Linked DNA regions of Sus scrofa: region 2 is linked to region 1. A link is a contact called in public targeted proximity ligation data. All regions are on one chromosome and are shown on one strand. The core of a region is the stretch at or near the end of the contact, and the rest is flanking DNA. Distances in the headings are between cores, read along the strand shown.

The links.
Region 2: a targeted proximity ligation map of skeletal muscle shows a contact between it and region 1, with 6 times the contacts expected there. A contact is called at or near these places in 2 of 47 Hi-C or Micro-C datasets (heart right ventricle and skeletal muscle) and 1 of 2 datasets of targeted methods (skeletal muscle).

What each region holds. Positions count from the first base shown.
Region 1 is chr3:86,653,267-86,657,102 of Sscrofa11.1, reverse strand. It overlaps SPTBN1 (spectrin beta chain, non-erythrocytic 1), which reads left to right. Exons shown (of 36, transcript XM_021088218.1): 3 at 1,241-1,392. Among named protein-coding and RNA genes, the nearest start is that of EML6, 120 kb to the right of the region's middle.
Region 2 is chr3:86,865,619-86,869,412 of Sscrofa11.1, reverse strand. The region is part of intron 2 of LOC106508926 (protein transport protein sec31-like); the gene reads right to left. Among named protein-coding and RNA genes, the nearest start is that of C3H2orf73, 56 kb to the left of the region's middle.

The DNA.
Region 1 (3,836 bases), core at 868-3,367:
AACCTGGGAACCTAGGACTCCCAGGCTCCCAAGTACATGCTCCATCAGTAAGGGTGGCCTTTTAATTGTCACTCAGTCATGCTGAAAGTTGTTGAAGTCTGCGCCCTTTTTTGTGGATTTCTGCTTAACCATCCTGGTAGATCTGGGCTTAAAACTGGAAGGAGAAAGTCTTTGATCCTTTTGGGACAAATTCATGCTGATGGAACTGGAAGTGGGGCGAGTATCAGACAAAGGGTAGATCGGTAGAGAATAGTCAGGGAGTATTGAGGAGGTGGTCCAGGGCACAGTCTGTGGATCTCTGTTGAAGATCTTCAACAGCCTGCATTTAGTTCATTCTGCAGAGGCAAGAAGATGGGAAGCCTGTTAGTATGGGATGTGAAGGGCTGTTTCTGAACAGATGTGTCTAGTTTTGTGCTTTGGACCAAACTTGATCACTGAGTCTTAAAAAACTAAATAGTGTTTCCTAGATAATTTAGATGTGCAATTACCCCACTTTGGACCCTAAACTAGAAGTTACTTTTTCAACAAATGGTTGAAGTTTGGAGATGATAGTCATCCACTCACTTTATAGAAGGGGACATTGAACCCAGCGTCTCAGCCTGTTTTTGACGAGACCTCGGCCCAGGCCCTGCCGTGCCAGTCCCGGCCACATCTCTTTGTGCTCCACCATGTTGCCCACCACTTTCTCTCTTGTTCACCGAACATCCAACTAAGCAGGAAGGCGTCATTTCAGATCAAGGTTGTGAGTGAGTTTATCTTGTTACGTGTTGCCTAACCCTTTGTATGAGAGGGAAGAAATTTCTTGCTGTCCCATGAGCTTTGCTGCTCCATGCCCTCTGTGTGTCCTGTGTGCTCCCCCAGCACTTGCCTTTTGGAGGAATAATGGCTGTGACACATTTAGAAATGGTACCAGCCAAGTATTATGTGATTGAGCAGGGCAGCAAAGAACCCCACTGTGGCCTTCTGCATCCTCCTGCCTCTTCAACAGAGGTGGGAGAAAATGAAATGAATGCGAGTGAAGGATGCTCGGCTGGTAGTTTATGCTTAGGAGCCCAGATGTTTTAAGGATGATGCAATTCCTCTGTTCACGAGTTGTTGACCGTGCTTAAGAGGAGCTAAGTTTTATTACTGTTGAGTTTTACTCTTCTTCCTCTGGCCGGGGTCCTGCGCCCCTTCTGACACATACCTGCTGTTGTCCAGGCTGTGGTTGGTAGTAAAGCGACCTCTCCTCTGCTTGCAGATGAGCGCGAAGCCGTGCAAAAGAAGACCTTTACCAAGTGGGTCAACTCCCACCTCGCCCGAGTGTCCTGCCGGATCACAGACCTGTACACCGACCTTCGAGATGGACGGATGCTCATCAAGCTGCTGGAGGTCCTCTCTGGAGAGAGACTGGTGAGGATGTGAAGTCTCCTGCACTGTGGGTGGGAAAATGTTCTTGCAAAATCAAGTGTGAGCTTGTCTCCTGGTGAGGTCTGCAAATAATGGTTGATGTTTTTGAGGAGGAGATGCTTGATAAGAGTGACGAGCATGTTGGGGGAAAGCTCCAGTGTGACATTCTGAATCTGGGTAGTTTTCTTGACCTGTAATGAAGCGGCCTCATTCTGTTTTTTTGCAAGGTTCCTACCTCTGATCAGAAAGCCCTTGGCTGACGTCCCCTGTTAAACAGGGCATGGTGCTGGACGTGTAAAGGCCAGGCTTGGGCGCTGGGTCTGGGGTGAATCTTTATCCCTCGAGATCACAGAATAATTTTAAATGCGTCTTACTGGTCCTCTGGAAAATCTGAGCTGCCATTTCCAGGTGGCAGGAATTGAATTCAGTGGTCTTTGGCATGTTTTGCTCTCTTCCGTGCACACTTTTTATTTTGAGGTGGAGGGAGAGGCTGGTGTTTTGTCTCCTTGGAAACTCAGAGCTTCTGATGAATTCACTGAGCCTTTTGGGCAGGGCCGTTGTCAGCCTGCATTGAAAATGTTCTCCCCATTCTGTTTCCTGCCGCTACCATGGCCATCCCTGATGGCACTTTTGTTTATGAACCTTCAACTGAGGAATCTTAAACCAGTCAATGTAACTGACCCAGCAGGTTTTGTCTCGCCTTTGTGTGAAGACGGGTGCTGCCGTCTGCCTGAGCACAGGCAGTTCCACAGGTGATGGTGGGGCCCAGCCAAAGGCTGACGCCCAGGGATCGAGCCCCACATCTGCAGTGACATCACCAGGAAAATATGATGCTGGTGGTTGGCAGGGCTGCCAGAAAGCCTTGTTTTTTAACTTGATCTCCACCCTGGAACTTGTCAGCTGCAGTAGGTTTGTACGCAGACCGACCCTCACACCTCTGACCATGGGCAGGGGGCTGTGGTTGTACCCTGCCAGTCATTAGCCCCGGGGCAGATTGGCCCCTGAGCCTGGGGAAAACTGTTTTCTCTCTCTGTGCCCCTCCATCAAGAAGGGGATCCTCTAAAAGAGAGCAAATCCCTGCCTCATCCTCAGGGAGTGTGGTCCACGCTCTTTGTCTCCTGAGTGTGCAGGTCTCCTTATGTTTTCTTTGAGAGGTTGTGCGTCAGGCTGCACAAACCGAGATGGCTGCCTTGAAGTTGGTTTGTCAGGTGGGAGTGGGGGCTTCGGGCCCACACGGGGAGGGCCTGTTGTTGATTGCATTTGTTTTTTGTTTTGATGTGAATCTAGGCCAGAATTACTGTGATATACACCTTTAAATAGAATTTTTGTAACTTTACTTTTTCAACCCTAATTCTCAACCTTTTTTTTTTTCTTCTTAATGTTTAACCTAGTATGATTGTCTATTGATTTTTTTTTTTTTTTTTTTTTTTTGGAATGTGTTTGGAAAGTAGCTGAAAAAATCTTTAAAGGTCATGTGGCTAGAAATCAGTTTGAACATTTATTTTTGTTCCAATAAGGTCCAGTTTTCAGGGATGTAAGGAGTTAAGTTGTTCACCCTGGAAGGTCCATAATTCTTTTGCACCAGCAAGATCGTGTCCTTGATAATGTCTACATAATAAATGGGATCAGGCCCATTGTCCCTTATTCTGAACAGGGCAACGAAAATATTAGGAGGGAGGAAAAAGCAACCAGCAAAGCATAATTCTTGGTTATTTATGGATACCTCCCACTCCTCTCTTTATTTGCTGCTAGCAGTAATTTTTTTTTTTTTTCCCCAGTCCCCCAGAGACCTGGGAGAGTAGGGCTTGAGAGCAGCATGAGAAGCTGCATCTCCATCCTCTCAGACAGTCGGGGACCTACCACTTTGTGAAACCCCAGTGCCTTGACTTCTTTTATTATCCGTTCCTCACAGCCAACTGTGATTATAGGTTGGGCAGTCTGATTCATCTTCTTCCCAAAGCAAGGATATCATAGATAGAGTGAGCTACAGCTCTTGCTCACTGGTACTGGAAATTTTCGGTTCCTGTGGCCCCGTAGTTTATTTGGTTCATGAAATTTCCGGAAAGGGACACAGACTCACTCTGCCAGGGGCTCACCTGAATCACCTTCAAGACCTTCCCCGAAGAAGAGGATATTCCCCCGCTCCCGCCCTCCAACCCAGGGCTTGCCCCAGAGAATTCTTGCATATTCAGATTCCAGAAGGAATGAGGCTGCTGGAGCTTCCAGGTCTGGGTAGATTAACATCCACACCTGAACATGTATCATCACATAACACACAGTCAGCGCTGGGCTCTCTGCACCAGTGATCCAAAACCCTGGTCTCAGAAACATTCACACTCCATGTGGAGCCATGTCTCCATGGGCATTTCGGCTCCAGCACTTACCACCAGCTTGGCATTAGGTAGCAGATAAATATTTAGAGGGGTGGAGAATCTCAGTTTATTTTA
Region 2 (3,794 bases), core at 888-3,387, 210 kb before region 1:
CTAGAGGATGACCTTTAACACAGAGCAGCGGACACTGTTATTCCTTTCCAGACAGTTTCATGGTCTCTGATGGGTGGAGAGAGACATTTTCTCACAGATGTATCCATGTTTTGGCCATTCAAGGAGGAAGAAAAAAAATCCATCACTGTTCTGAACATTTCCTTGTTGGATTTTGAGCCTCCCAAATAGGAAAACGGGGAGGGTTGAGATTGAGAAAAATACTAAACTGGGCCAGAGCCCCCATGGAGTGAGAGGTGCCATGCAGCAGGGCCTAGGGGCTGACAGCCTTCACTAGGGTCTGGCTTCTGTTGGGTTTTTAGGGGAAAGTTAGGCCTGTCTTCTTTCACACCCTCAAAGCCCCACAGCCATCTAGGCTGGGAAAGGAGGTGGAAACATTCGGGCCTGGCATCTGCTCTGGCCCTGGCTCTGAAGGGAGCAGAGGGTGCACTGATGTGTCCAATCCCACGTTCCTACTGGCTCTGGGGAAAGGGCTCGACCCCTCCCCACCTTCCTTCCAGAGCAAATGCAACAGTCTGGAAATTTTGAGCAGAGAGGCTGGGGGCCTGCAGGAGTCACACCTGCTTTCACAGTTGTCTGCTTCTTGCCTCTAGTAAATTTCAGACATGCTGGTGGTGGGTGAGGGCCGAGGCAGCCGTGTTGGTGTCTCTTGGGAGGACAACATCAGTGCCAGAAATACAGTGGCTTTGCCAGGAAGCTAATCCCACACTGTGGGTGGGCACGGGTGTGGGCCCAAGCAGCCTGCTGCCTGGGGAGCAGCTGTGCTGGCTGCCATGGGAAAAGCTGAGTCTAGGGAAGCAGGAAAGCAGGTTTCCGAGTTCCAGCTCAGTCACTTGCCAGCTGTGTGACCTTGAGAATGTCACCTAACCTCTCATTCCTTCATCTGCTCTAGGATGATAATACGAAGAGCTACATCAGTCTGTCATAGTGAGGAAGGAATGAGATAATGCATGTAGAGTGCTTGGTAAACAATAAGAGCTGCTAACATGTTTGAGGGTGCTGTGCACCTGGTACTGTTCCATGAACTTCACACGTCTTAATGGAATCCTCACCAACTCTTTGAAGTAGGTTACTGTTATTATATCCATTAAAATGGGGTAACAGATAAGGAAAACGGGGCTCAGAGATATTAAGCAACCCGCCTCTGGCTGAACTGTTACTATGCAATGGAGCTGGTGGTCACACCCATGCAGTCGGATTCCAAGCCTACCCTCTTATCTTAGCAATAACATTATAATGTGGGAAACTTCCATGTGCATCTTCAGCTTCAAGGCTTCCTTCCTCCTTAACCTAGTATTTCCTCAGTTGCTATGATCTGTGGAGTCTAATAATGTCTTATATATGTGCTCTTATTTTTATCCTCTCAAACTTATTGTGCTGGTTTTAAAACAAGACCTGAATTTTTTGATATTTTTACTGAGAGGAGTCTGTGTCCCCTCCTCTTGAATCTAAGTGGGCTTGTGACTGCTTAGACCAATAGACCAAGGCTGAAATGATGACATCAGATTTCCAAGGCTAGGTCACAAATGGCCATAGTCCACTGAGCCACCCTGTAAACAGTTTGACTTCCCTGAGGCTGCCATGCAGGGAAGGCCCCTCGCAGGTATTCCTACCCTTCCTGGGCTGAGCCCAGCCTTCCAGTTTTCTCTTACAAGGTGCCAGATAGATGAGTGAAAAACATCTTGGGAGGGGCTCCTGCCACTCCAGCTTTCCCAGTCCCTGCCATCCAAGTCATCCCCATCTTTCCAGAGGAGGTCTCAGATTGGGGAGCAGAGATGTGCCATGCCCACTGTGTATAATAAAATGATCATTATCACTGGCCACTAAGTTTGGGGTCATTTACTGCACTGCAGTAGATAATTGGAACACTCATTATGTTCCAAATCAGACTCATCCCTGCCTGCCAAGTTCCCCATCCCTTATTTCTGCCTTTCAGTTAATGGCATCATAGGTTACCCAATGGGCTAGAGACTTTCACATTCCATCTCCGGTTAGTCACTGAGTTTTTTTTCATCCATCTGTTTCCTGTTTCCTATTTCCACTGCCTCTGCTTTACTGAGCTCAGGACTCATCATCCACTAATCCACAGGCAATGGTCCCCAACTGACCTGCCTGCCTGTAGCTTCTCGTACCCTGGGCATTCTCTGTACTTCGGCTGGATTTGCTCTTTGCAGACCCCTCTGAGTCTGATGAGTCTCAGCTGGAAACCTACAAGCTCCCCACTGCTGCCAGAAGGACTTATAAGAACGTCACAGCCAGGCAGCCTCCCTCTAACCAACCATGCCCCTGCCCAATGCCCTGTGCTCACACCTGGAGCTACTCACTCTTTCCAGGATATCCAGGTGTGTTCATGCTTCTGTGCCTGTACCCCATATTGTTCCTTCTGCCCAGACTGCCCATGCCTTCACACCTCCCCCACGTTTGTAACATTTTTTTTTAATCCCGCCAAGGCCTAGCTCAGATATCACCCTCTTTAAGCACCCCCTTCACCTACTCCCGGCAGAACAAACTGTTCCTTCCTGTACATCCCAGTTTCCAGTTTGCGTGTCACTTTGGAACAGGTACTTGATGTTTATTTGTCTCTACACTCTGCACCTCCAGGGCCTGCTGTGTCGCCTGCCTGGCATACAATATGTGCTCTATCAGTGCTTCTAGGATTTCCACTGCTGCCGCCCCTATTCAGAAACTAATCTCCACCTTAGTAGAATTTGTCTTCTTAAAATACAGCCCCCAACAGGCCACCTTTCTCTCAAAAATGTAGGTGGCTCTCCACTGAATGAAAACAGAACTCCTTAGCATGGCATCTATGGCCTACACGGATGTCTGTGGGCTAAAGGAGACTTAGTATAATGGCTGAGTAGTTAAAGTTACCCATTAAGTTGGGTGGGTGTTGCCCACCTCTGCTTCTGACCTTCTCTCCCCTTGTCTGTACCCACATATTCTCCAGAATGGCACGTCCTCAGTTTTTTAGTTTCTACTCATATATTTATCTTCCTGATAGTCTCTTTCTCTTGGACAATGTCTATCCTTCATCCTTCCATTCCTGCCATCAAGTCTCCATATCAAGTCTCAGGAGTGCCCAAGAGGATGTCAGACAGCAAGTTCACTTTATTGCCCACTGCCAAGGCAATGGCTTATAGACACTTGACATCAGAAGTATCAGGTTAAAATGGATGGACCTAGAGATTATGATACTGAGGTAAGCCAGACAGAGAAAGACAAATATCATATGATATCACTTATGTGTGGAATCTAAAAAAAATTATATAAATGAACTTATTTATAAAACAGAAATAAACTTAGAGACATAGAAAACAAACTTACGGTTACTAAAGGGGAAAGGAAAAAGGGATACATTAGGATTAAAATATACACACTATTATATATAAAATAGATAACCAACAAGGACCTACTCTATAGCACAGGGAACTCTATTTTGTAATAACCTATAAAGGAAGAGAATGTAAAATATATGTATTTATACACATATATGTATAATTGAACCACTTTGCTATATACCTATCATTTGCTATATACCTGAAACTAGCATAACATTGTGAATCAACTATATTTCAATAAAAAATTTGTTTTACATATTGGCTCTTTTGCTTCTTCTCCAATTATCTCACCTTGCATTTTACTATGCAACATGCCTCTTGCCGTGCTCTTTTCTTATACTCTCCATAGTAACTGGTTTTATAGTTCTGTCTGAGCATTTCTTGCTCCACACTGTTTAATTCTTACAGATGGGATCTTAAAATGCTGAAAATGAACAT